2 separate regions of the Sus scrofa genome follow, and region 2 is linked to region 1. The links are chromatin contacts, called in public Hi-C maps. All regions are on one chromosome and are shown on one strand. The core of a region is the stretch at or near the end of the contact, and the rest is flanking DNA. Distances in the headings are between cores, read along the strand shown.

Region 1 (6,291 bases), core at 1,892-4,391:
GACCTAGATGTAAGACCAGACACTATCAAACTCCTAGAGGAAAACATAGGCCAAACACTCTCTGACATAAACGACAGCAACTTCTTCTCAGATCCACCTATCAGAGTATTGACAATAAAAAGAAAAATAAACAAATGGGACCTACTCAAACTTCAAAGTTTCTGCACAGCAAAGGAAACCTTAAACAACACAAAAAGACAACCCACAGAATGGGAGAAAATCTTTGCAAGTGAATCGACTGACAAGGGATTAATCTCCAAAATTTATAAATACCTTCTGCAGCTTAATACCAAAAAAACAAACAACCCCATCCAAAAGTGGGCAGAAGATCTAAACAGACAATTCTCCAAAGAAGACATACAGATGGCCGAGAAACACATGAAAAGATGTTCAGCGTCACTCATTATTAGAGAAATACAAATCAAAACCACGATGAGGTACCTTACACCAGCCAGAATGGCCATCATCCAAAAGTCTACAAACAATAAGTGCTGGAGAGGGTGTGGAGAAAAAGGAACCCTAGTACACTGTTGGTGGGATTGTAAATTGGTGCAACCACTGTGGAAAGCAGGATGGAGATTCCTCAGAAAACTAAAAATAGAACTACCATTTGATCCAGCAATCCCACTCCTGGGCATCTATCCAGAGAAAATCACGACTCGCAAAGACACATGTACTCCAATGTTCACTGCAGCACTATTTACAATAGCCAAGACATCGGAACAACCTAAATGTCCATCAACAGAGGAGTGGATCCAGAAGATGTGGTACATATACACAATGGAATATTACTCAACCATTAAAAAGAACGAAATACCAGCATTTTTTGCAACATGGATGGACCTAGAAACTATCATGCTAAGTGAAGTCAGCCATACAATGAGACACCAACATCAAATGCTTTCACTGACATGTGGAATCTGAAAAAAGGACAGACGGAACTTCTTTGCAGAATAGATGCTGACTCACAGACATTGAAAAACTTATGGTCTCCGGAGGAGACAGTTTGGAGGGTGGGGGGATGTGCCTGGGCTGTGGGATGGAAATCCTGTGAAATTAGATTGTTATGATCATTATACAAAAAAAAAAAAAAAGAAAGAAAGAAAAAAGAAAACTTCCTAGAAAATTTCCCATAACTCAAAGACAAGAGTTTTCCAGACTGAAGTTCCCACCAGTGCCTCATAAAATGAATGAAAACAGACCTATATCAGGACACACCATCATGAATTTTTTGACTACTGGAGACAAACAGAAGATTCTTCAAGCTTAGAAAGGGAAAAAGGTCACATCAGGAATCAGAATGGTCTCACACATCTCAACAACAAATACAGAAATATAGAAGGCAATATCACAGGAAAATAACTCCCAACTTACAGTTCTACACCCAGCCATACTAGATGATAGGAAAAATAAGCTAATATTGGAAAGGCAGCATCTTAAATATTTTACTTCCCAGACACCTTCAGAAAGCTGATGAATGGCTCCACCAAATCAAGGAAGATGAAGAGAGGGGATGCAAAAAGGAGGGGATCCAATACAAGCGAAGAGGAGGAAGCCCCCAGAATGAGGACAAAGGGAAATCTGCCCTGTTCCCTTGAGCCCAAAACAAGTCAGAGCAACTAGTACAATTTGAAGGAGGCTAAAAGACCTGGGAGAAATGGAACTAATAGAATATTTGATGTGTGTGAATATTCAGAAATAAACATAGACAGCAAAGAGCCTGGGGTTGAACTGGTGATGAGCACAAAGTGCACAAAGCAAAAACACAAGGCACTTCTAAATTTCAAGGAAAAGTTGTATAGCAAATAAAAATATTCATGACTTACTAATAATATAAACACAGATGACTGATCTAATTAAAACCCCAAATAATAGAAAGATTAGGAACCGGAAAGTGTGCTTTAGTGGCAGGGAAAGGATTGAGGAAAGTGTCAAAATCAATAAACACTTAAAACAGAAAATTCAAGAAGTAGCAAAAGCAAGCATGTTATTCAGGGAACAAGCAGGTCAATGCTGTAAATCAATTTCAAGAAAAATAGTTTACTCTGTGGAGGAAAAAACTGGTGGGAACCAGTTTTAAAACTATTTGACTCTTGGAGTTCCTGTCGTGGCGCAGCGAAAAAGAATCCGACTACGAACCATGAGGTTGTGGGTTAGATCCCTGGCCTTGCTCAGTGGTGTAAGGATCTGGCAGTTGCTGTGAGCTGTGGTGTAAGTTGCACATGTGGCTAGGATCTGGTGTGGCTGTGGCGCAGGCCAGCATCTGTAGCTCCCATTAGTTCCCTAGGCTGGGAACCTCAAGGCAAAAAAAAAACCTATTTGACTTTTTACGTACATATGAAACATTTTTATCAGTTATAAAAAAATAAGACCAAGTCCTTGTTCTTGAGAAGTTAACAGACATAAGTACCGACAAAGTGCATTCAAAGCAGTATCAGAATTCAGGAGAGTTAAGGCAGGAAAAATTAATTCTAACGTTTAATGCATATCTTGCTTACTGTGTGTCAGATCCAGAACGAAGTTAAGCGGACCAGGAGAGGATTTAACTGACTGCCAGGCCTACGGAATCGATCATTCATCCTTACTGAGCAGCTGAGGAAGCACACTAATATGAAAAAGTCACGGTCCCTGAGCCCAAACAACTCAAAATCGGCAGGTGGAAAAAAAACACCTACAAAGGTGATTACTACAATTCAGGGTGGTAAGTGCAAGCCTGACTTCAGGACAAGCAGGCGGCTGGGATCTTCACGGATGGAAATGCTCACCTGAGCCTACGTAACCGACAGGAGAGGCGACGGGTGGATAAACTAAGCCAGCTCAGGGTCCAGGCTCCATCCGCTCACGCACCCCATCCCGGGCCAGACCAACCTGGCAGTGTCTTTTCCCAGGGATCTGATCTGCGGTCAAAACTGGCCCCCTGATCTTTTTATAGATGAAGCCTACTCACCGACTCAGCCGCCGCTTCCTGCTGGTCCACCGCTAGGGCCCATGAGTCGGTGGCCATAGTCCCTTGCGCCGGTGGGAGGCAGGTGCTGGCGACCTTGCCCGGGCGATCCGCAATCCTGGGCAACCCTGGGCAACCCTGGCCCCACGGAGGGGGAAGTCATTCGCTCCGGCGCTGGGGACCGGAAGCGGCGCGCCGCAGTGACGTCGGAGTCCGCGCCGGCCTGACAGCCCCTAACCCCATGGACTGTCGCTCTTGCCGCTTTCGGACCCCCACCCCTTGAACTGCTCAGAGTTTCTTATTCAACACGCAGAACTGCAGACTGGGACAGTTATCTTTAAGTGCCGAAGCTCCTGCCAATGGGCTCTCCAACCGAAGAACAAAACCACATTCTTGCCCAGCACAGTGACAAAGATGTCAGAATATAAATAAACGGAATATACCAATACACAAATCCATTACGATAGTGAGCAAAATGAACCTGAAAAAGGCGGATTTTTATTTTATTCATTTTTCCAGGTTGGTAAATTTAAATGTGCAGGTGTTGCCTAGAGTGTCGAGAATCAGCCCTCTCAAACACTGGTTAAAAATTTGTCCCACAGACTGTATGGCAATACATTTACAGGAATTTAATCTTAAAAAAAATGCTCAGCAAGGGTGCTAGGGAAATGTATTCCAAGTAGAAGATCAGAGATACAGAGTAACCGAACTGTGTGTGTGTGGAACTGAACACAGTTTCTCGACCAATGACAAGAACCAGATAAGAATAAATTGGTAAGGGCTGGATGAAAAGGGCTGCACAGAGCAGTTTAATGAGCAAATGAGTTCACTTCAGGGAACTCGCCAATCTGGTGTGACTTTTAGATTTAGCCTTGCCTAGGCTAGAATCCCAGCTCTCTCATGTAAAGGTTCTGTGATTCAGATCATTTTTAAAAAGAAAAGGCGGGGGGGATGGAGTTTCTTGGTGGCTCAGTGGGTTAAGAATCCAGCACTGTCACTGCTGTGGCTCTGGTAACTGCAGCGGCAAGGGTTCGATCCCTGGCCTGGGAGCTTTGCAGGTGTGGCCAATAAATAAATAAAATTTCTAAAAATACTGGGCTTCTAGAAGAAGTAAAATAAGGATTAAGTGTGACACTTTCCCTTAACTGGGATCAAACAAGCTTCTCTTTCCTTGTTACTTCACTAGAATGAAACTGGGGAGTTCCCGTCGTGGCGCAGTGGTTAACAAATCCGACTAGGAACCATGAGGTTGCGGGTTCGGTCCCTGCCCTTGCTCAGTGGGTTAAGGATCCGGCGTTGCCGTGAGCTGTGGTGTAGGCTGCAGACGCGGCTCGGATCCTGCGTTGCTGTGGCTCTGGCGTAGGCCGGTGGCTACAGCTCCGATTCAACCCCTAGCCTGGGAACCTCCATATGCCGCGGGAGCGGCCCAAGAAATAGCAACAACAACAACAAAAGACAAAAAACAGAAAAAAAAAAAGAAAAAAGAAACTGGGTATTTCCCTACAACCTGAGTGAGAAATGAATCCCCACCTCTCTTGTTTTGCCAATAATCCACTATAACAGATTAACTTCAAGTAATAGTGGGCTTTATTTGGAATTTTACCTGTAGACTCTAAGTTAAAATGTTTGGGAAAGGGTAGAGCACTTCCCAGAATCCTCTTCTTGCCATGACTCTTTCTCTCCTGCACTCTTTACAGGGTTAACTTGGGGAAGATTTCTTTGGACCCTACAGGTGAGGGTGTGCACGAAAAAGGCAAACATACAGTCTAACAGGCCATGACCTACAACTCATGTCAGAAGGAATCCTGGAAAGTTCTGCCAAATTATACTGATCACAGGGCTAGAAGAGGTTAAGGAACTTTTAAATTTAATGAGATTAAAAATAATCATCAAAGATATAGGACTGTAAACAGTAGGATCCATTTGTGCAAATATAACAAACTCACATATATGCTTGTACATACTAAGACAGTGTATAAGATACACACAAAACTGGTATCACTGGCTGCTTCTAGTGAGGGGCTCTAGAGACTTCCTTTCATTGTGCACACTTCATCCTTTGAATAAATTTTCCATGTGCATGTTTTCCTTTTAAAATTGTACTTCAGACAAACAAAAAAAGGGAATACTATAACAAACATCTAGATTCCCACCTCAGGACTGAAATAAAACAAGATTCAAATGAAGCTCCTTCCATGCCATCCCGAGACAGAAGCTTTCTTGAATTTTAGTGCTTTTCTTTCCTATAAATGCTTTTAGTATGTACAACTTTTTCTATTAAAAAAAAAAATCTCAAGGAGTTTCCTGGTGGCTCTGTGGATTAAGGGTCCAGCTGTGTCACTGCTGTGACCCTGGTTACCTGTAGTGCTGGTTCGGTCCCTGGCCTGGGATCCTTCCCCTGGCCATGGGTACGACCAAAGAAAAACTTAAAAATAAGCCCCAGGGTTCTAGACTTTCCTATGTCCACTCCCAACACCTGCACCATTTAAGACTCCTACTAAGAAGGAATCGGATTTCCAAAGAGGGGAGTGGAGCGAGGAATCGGGGGAATAAGAGCACCTGGATCAGAATTCCACCTCCAGCATTTTCACTCACGCGACTTTAGGCTGCCCCTGTCTCCTCTGAAATCACGGTAGGCACCCACCTCCGGTCCCAGGACTCAGTGAGATCACAAGATTAAGGCCTTCGGTCCAGTGCCTGGCCAACGGTGAAGGCTCGATTAAATATAAGCTATTATGGTTATTCCTGTTCCCTCCCCTGGGGTGGGGGCGAGGAGAATGCCTTAATGAGGAAAAAAGAGTCTCCTTCCTACCCTCAGAGATACTCACATCGCCCACAGGCAGGGCGAGCGGAAAGCACCCTAGAGCTTGTTCTCGGACACGGCCAGCAGCCCCGGCCATCGTCCTTCAGCATGGCGGTTCCTTCGGCCAACGGCCGCTCACAGCCCCCGCCTCATTGGCTGAGGCCCGGAAGCCGGTCCCGCCAGCCAATCAGAGGGGAGGATGGCAAGCCTGGCCCTGGCGCGCCGAGGTACCTAGGAGCAAAAGGCCTGGGTCTTGGCTCCACCAGGGGTCGCCTTTGGGTATTCGAGACTTTTTCCTTTTTTTTCCACTTTAACTTTTTAAAAGTTATTTTTGGCCAAATGTCAGGCTCCCTCCTTAAACTGGGAACTGCATAAACGCAAGGGCAGTGTCTGTTCTCCTTAATTTTGATCTCTACAGTCTAACATATAACAGACTTATATGGTGAATAAATAGATTAGGAATGCACATACACTCCCCACTCCCCCGATCAAACTTTTTAATGTTTGCCTCTGAACAAATATGTGAAGAAGCTCATTTTCTAGT
Region 2 (6,265 bases), core at 650-3,149, 140 kb before region 1:
AAACCCGACTAGCATCCATGAGGACGTGGGTTCAGTCCCTGACCTTGCTCAATGGGTTAAGGATCCAGTGTTGCTGTAAGCTGTGGTGTAGATCACAGATGCAGCTTGGGTCCTGAGTGGCTGTGGCTGTGGCTGTGGCATAGGCCTGCAGCTGTAGCTCCAATTCAACCCCTAGCCTGGGAGCCTCCATATGCCGCAGGTGCAGCCCTAAAAAGACAAAAAAAAAAAAAAAAAAAAAAAAGAGAGAGAGAAAGAGAGATTGGGGCAGAGGAATAGTCTTAGGCTGAGAATCAATCCCCAGGGGTCAGTTCTCATCTCTGCCTCTTCCTGTGTGATCCTGAGCAGGTTACTTAACCTCTCTGATCCTCAGTTTACTAATCTGAAAACTAGGGCCAAAGATACTAACCTCCTAGGACCGTTGCATTAAATAAGACATAAAATATGTGGCACAAAGCAGGAGCTCAATGAATAGTAGTTCTTTCTAGTGGGGGAAAGCAGCAGGAGAGTAAAACCTGACCCTAAAGCAGGTTGGAGTGAAGGCTCTGAAATACCCTCTGGGTCAAAGATGCCCCTAAAGAAGAAAAAACCCAGAGAAGGCCTGGAGAAATCAGCCAAGACCAGGTAGCCTGCCTTGCCAGATCAGCCTAAAGGGTGTTTTGAGAACACAAAAGATGGAATAGCACCAGTAGCTTAAAGAGTGTCTTTTCTGGGCACTATACCAAAGACACGCTGAAGTATTAGCTCATGTGACCCACTCAATGGCCCTATGAGTTGAATTTTACCACACTTACATTGTACATCAGGGAACAGTAGCTTAAAGAAATGAAATCATCTGCCCAAGGTCACATACAACTAGTACAGGTAGGTCAGGTGTCCAACTAACTCCAAGGTTCATATTCTTACCTAGCCTGTAGAAACAGACATCTCTCCTGGAGTCTTTACCCTCTGTCACACCTGACATCTGCACAGAACTCTTAGAGAATACAGGCCTCTATTCCAATATTGTGCACACTTCCAACAGAACTTAATCTACTGAGGCCAATTTCAAATAGTTTTTACTGTCCTCAGCCACACGCTGCCAAAATCAGGACAGGGAAGGGGAGCCAGGAACAGAATAAAACAATAAGGCTTCTTCATATTTGCTTTTTGAAGAGAGGTGGGGCATGGATTTTGCACTTTAGAGCTTTAAAGGGAAAAAACAGCCTCAGGAAGGGATCTGATTTGCCTTCTAGGAGGAAAAACAGGCAGAGTAAGGGTGACTGGGAGTAAAATTGCATTGCAAATTACACAAACGGCATATAATTGAGATTTGTGGGTAATGACGAGCCCCGATGGGGTAAACTGAGGCAGGAGAAGTGACCTCAAAGCAACCACCAGCGCTGGCATCCAGCGCCCCACCTGCCTGTCGTTCCAATCTTGGGCGTCCCCAGAAACACCCAGACCAGCGAATAGAGGGACCATACAGACTCCCCCTACAGCAAGTAGGAGACGGGGGTGCCAGCAGAGCTCCCGGAAACTATTACCTATCAGAAACCAGCCAGCGGCTCAGCTCAGTCCCCGCGGGTCCAAAAGTGTGGGCTGGGAAGCAGCTGCGGTACTGGGGTGTGCAAATGCTGGGACCCACAGGGACCTACAGCATACCTGCCTCCTCCCGGCGCTCGGCGCAGGGGACTTTTTAAGGCGAGGCTGTGTGTGCCTTCGCTGAGCACCCTGGGAAATGTAGTTTCAGCCCTCCTCCAGCCTTGGCTTGTCCGCCCCCAAAAGACGACCTCTCAGCTAACACAAATGGCAAACGGAGGTGGTCAGGGCACCGCTTTCCTAAAGGGCAGTGAGTCTTCACTTCGAGAAGGGGCGTGACGGGGAAAAGGGAGCTCCGCTGGGCAGCAAAACTACAACTCCCAGAGGAACGAGTGCGTCTTAAAGACAAAGCTCTTTTTCCGGAACTCCGGGTTTCAGGTTTGGATTTTGTTTGTTCGTTCAACCCCGTGGCCCGGACGTGGGGCCGCGGTTTTTCTACGAAGAGGAGGGAGAAGAAGAAGAAAAAAAAAAAAAATCTAACTGGGAGGGGAAAAAAGCCACAAGTGTCGTTCGAGCGTGAGCGACTACGGTTGGATTGGCAATTGGCCATGCTCTCGCGGGTTCATCACGTGAAAGTTTCCGGTAGAAACTTTCTAACTCTCTAGTGGGAAGATCTGTGGATCTTCTGGAAAAGTTATGAATGGCAGTATTGTTTGTAGTGGCGGAAATTTGGAATCTTTCCCTCTGTCTCTTTCTAGGGTACTGGAAAAATAAACTAGGCACATCTATGCTATGGAATACCATGCAGCAGTCAGAAATAATGAGCTAAATCTGTAGGTACCATAGAGAAAGATGTTCGCCACAGTTTGTAACAGAACATTATGCATGGGAAGCTACTCATGTCAAAAATAATGTATGTGAGGGCCTAGGGTTAAAGAATACAGCGTTGTCACTGCTGTGGTTGGGCTTCTATCCCTAGCCCAGGAACTTCCCCATGTTGCAGGCAGAGCCACAAAAATAAATATGTATCTGGACACATAGGACATAAGAACAGGAACAGGACTGGAAGGAGACTGCCAAGGACGGAGATAAACAGGGAGAACTTGAGCTTTATTTGTATTGTTTGAATTTTTCTTATGAGAATTACTTTCCAAATCTACTGTTGTTAATGGTGAGCCTGAGAGGCCCAAGTGGTCAGTCTCAGAGAAGATGAGGGATTCTGCTCTAACTGTAACCTTGGCCAGTCACTTGGCTACTCTGTGTCTTTTTGTCTTCATCTGTAAAATGTGTTAATACTAGTATCAAATGCAAAAAAAAAAAAAATACTAGTATCAAATGCCTGAACTTGCTAGGAGGATAAACTAAGTAACTGCTTAGAGTTGCCTGGTGGCTCATTGGGTTAAGGATCTGGCATTGTCACTCCTGTGGCTCAGGGTCGCTGCTGTGGGGTAGGTTTGATCTCTGGCCTGGCAACTTCTGCATGCCTCTGGCTTGCCCCCCACCCCCCTGCCACAATAAAAGGTAAATGCTTGACTCCACAGTAAATGCTCCAAAAATGTTAGCCATTATTACAATGATTGTTGTTATTATTCCCATGTAGCCCCATTAAGGCAGGATCTGTGGTTTGTTTTCTCTTGGAGCCTCAGTCACTAGAACGTGGCTAGGACATTGCAGGTAGTTAAAATAATGTTAAATGAAGGAAGGAATAAAGATCAATCCCCTCCTCAGCTCCCACCACCCTACTTCCTCCCCTAAACGTCTCTTCTTCCTTCAGTCCTCAACCGCTGGTGTCATCCCCTCTCGTCGTCACCAGGTCCCATCCTTCTTCTCCCACTTCAGCACTTGCTCTTTTTTTCTGTGAACCCAGGAGGCCTCCAGGGAAGTGATAAGCTGCCTCCCATTGCTGCTGTACTCAGCAATGCAGATCCTGGCTCTGCAGTGGAGTGGAAGGCAGGGATGCCTGCAGCTGCAGCTTTGGTGGGAGCTCAAGGAAAACAATGAGTTCCAAGGAGCTGGAGGCGAAGGGCTTCACCCTGTCTCCTAGGGCAGGGATGTGGGCCAGATGAAGGAGTGGCTCCAAGGCCTCGAGCAAAGTTACTCACAGGTTTATTTAATAATCTAAACCCCTTGGTGAAATCTGTCAGCAGCAGACAAAAAAAAAAAAAAAAAAAACCAAACACATGTAGTTTATCTGTGTATAGACCCACTGTCTGCGGTAGACAGAGCCATTAAAAAAACATTCTGGGGAGTTCCCATCATGGCTCAGAGGAAATGAATCTGACTAGTATCCATGAGGATACAGGTTCGATCCCAGGCCTTGCTCATTGGGTTAAGTGTCCAGCGTTGCTGTGAGCTTTGGTGTAGGTTGCAGACACGGCTCACATATGGCATTGCTGTGGCTGTGGTGTAGGCTGGCGGCTACAGCTCCAATTTGACCCCTAGCCTGGGAACCTCCCTATGCCATGGGCGTGGCTCTAAAAAGACAAAATAAATAATTAATTAAAATGACACTACTTTAAAAAGAAATTCTTGAGTTCCCGTCCTGGCTCAGTGGTTAACGAATCTGACTAGGAACCATGAGGTTGCAGGTTCGATCCCTGGCCTTGCTTAGTGGGTTAAGGATCCGGCGTTGCCGTGAACTGTGGTGTTCACGACGACGCCACTCAGATCCCGCATTGCTACAGCTCCGATTAGACCTCTAGCCTGGGAACCTCCATATGCTGCAGGTGCAGCCCCAGAAAAGGAAAAAAGACAAAAAAAAAAAAAATCTGATGCAGTAATATAGGGTAGATTCTAGTGGTTAAATAGAGAGTTTGGAATTAAACAAATCCTTCCCACTTTCTCATCACTTTCTGACAGTATGAGCAAGCCACTCAAATTATTTGAGTCCAGTTTTTCCTCGGAAAAATACAGGAGTATTTGCCATTGTTGGAAGTATTCAATGAGTTAATATACATGAAGGGTCTGGCACAGTGCCTGGCAGAGAGTAGGCATCTAACTTCCTTATTGAACTATCATGCTACTAGAGTGTGAGGGTGCAAGTCTAAAGGCTTCTTGGAGGAGGTGTAATCTGCAGGACCCTGCATGAGATGTGTGGCTGCTGCTGATATCAGGGAATCCCTCTGGGAGCCAGGATTACCCACGGGGTATCTTAGATTGAATTCCCTAGATGCAGAGCCTGAGAAAGGGATTCTTGTGCAAACAATTTATTAGGGCAGTGAGGGAGGCATAATAGGCCAGAGGAAGAAGTCAGGCAAAGAGGTGGGTACAGCTAAATTTAGCCTCAGTCTGATCCTATGGGGAGCTCTGGAGCACAAAATGCACCACCAGTTTTCTCCCTCTTAGAGGCGAGGGAGCTGGACTTTGTTCCCCACTTCAGTCATTCATGGGCTGTGGGACAAGGAGAGGTGGAGAAAGGAGGAGCTTACCTTCCCAGTCATCTCCAGGCAAAGCAGCCCACAGGGACTGATAACAAATCTCCAGAGAAGGGTGGAGCTATGAGATGGTAGCAGCCGAGCCTCACATCACTGGGAAAGGGTGTACATCCCTGTAAAGGGATATAACCAAGATCGTTCACGGCAGGGGGCCTGGCAAAGAGCATTCCTGGCCCAGCAGGTTAAGGACCCCATGTCTCTGTGAGGACGCAGTTTTTCTGTCCCTGGCTCTGCTCAGTAAGTTAAGAATCTGGTGTCGCTGCCACTGCAGCATAGGTGCAGATGTGGCTTAGATCCAGTGTTGCCCGCAGCTGTGGCATGGGCCACAGCTATAGCTCTGATTTGACCCCTAGCCCAGGAACTTCCATATGCCACAGGTGCAGCTGTAAAAAGAAAAAAGAAAGAAAAAAAAAAGAAAATGGAGAGAGGATATTAAATGCTCCTACTGGGTCTTCCAAGGAGAAATTTAAGTAGCTGCTATGGTTTTAAATACTCAAAACCTTAACCTAGGAGTTCCCTGATGGCTCAGTGGGCTAAGGATCTGTGTTGTCACTGCTATGGCTCAGGTCGAGGCTGTGGTTCAGTTCAGTCCCTGGCCCAGGAACTTTCAGATGCCTCGAGTGTGGCCAAAAACAAACAATCATACAAATAAAACCAGACCTGATAGTATAACCAAATAATGAACCCTTTCTGGAGAGCTATGATGTGTACTTTATCATTAAGTGGCCACTCTTCCCCAAAGCCTCACGTGCCTTTGCCAAATATCTTGTGCAGTATTTTCCAAAGAGTACTTCTATAGGATGTTAACAAATGCTCTAGCAGAGAGGTACAGATACATTAAACAAAGGTAAACCAGTTTATTTTCTTCCCACAACTTTTTAAACAATATACCAGATAAATAAAATGTGACATTTTCATACAATGGAATATTCTTCAGCCATAAAAAGAATGAAATACTAATACATGTTGCGACATGGACGAATCTTGAAAACATTATACAAAGTGAAAGAAGTCAGACACAGATTACTACATATTTATTGTGTGATTCCATTTATAGGAAATGTCCAGTATAGTTAAATCCAGAGGGGGTTCCAGTCATGGCTCAGTGAGTTAAGGATCTGACTGGTATCCCTAAGGATTCGGGTTTGATCCCTGAACTTACTCAGTGAGTGAAAGGATCAGTCATTGCCACAGGCTGTCACATAGGTTGCAGACCAGGCTGGCATCCTGCATTGCTGTGGCTGTGGTGTAGGCTGGTAGCTGTAGCTCTGATTCACCCCCTAGCCTGGGAACTTCCATATGCCATGGGTGTG

The links. Hi-C and Micro-C count contacts between places; a contact is called where the count stands out from the background.
Region 2: a contact with region 1 is called in a Hi-C map of liver, with 3 times the contacts expected there. The contact joins the promoter of FUK here to the promoter of DDX19B in region 1. A contact is called at or near these places in 3 of 47 Hi-C or Micro-C datasets (embryonic fibroblasts, liver and skeletal muscle) and 1 of 2 datasets of contacts at active chromatin or transcription factors (alveolar macrophages).

What each region holds. Positions count from the first base shown.
Region 1 is chr6:13,325,093-13,331,383 of Sscrofa11.1, reverse strand. DDX19B (ATP-dependent RNA helicase DDX19B) reads right to left here and starts at 3,141. Exons shown (of 12, transcript XM_005653242.3): 1 at 2,948-3,141. It overlaps LOC102160376 (a long non-coding RNA gene), which reads left to right. Exons shown (of 3, transcript XR_002344513.1): 3 at 2,509-4,200.
Region 2 is chr6:13,467,405-13,473,669 of Sscrofa11.1, reverse strand. FUK (L-fucose kinase) reads right to left here and starts at 1,899. Exons shown (of 24, transcript XR_002344515.1): 1 at 1,524-1,899.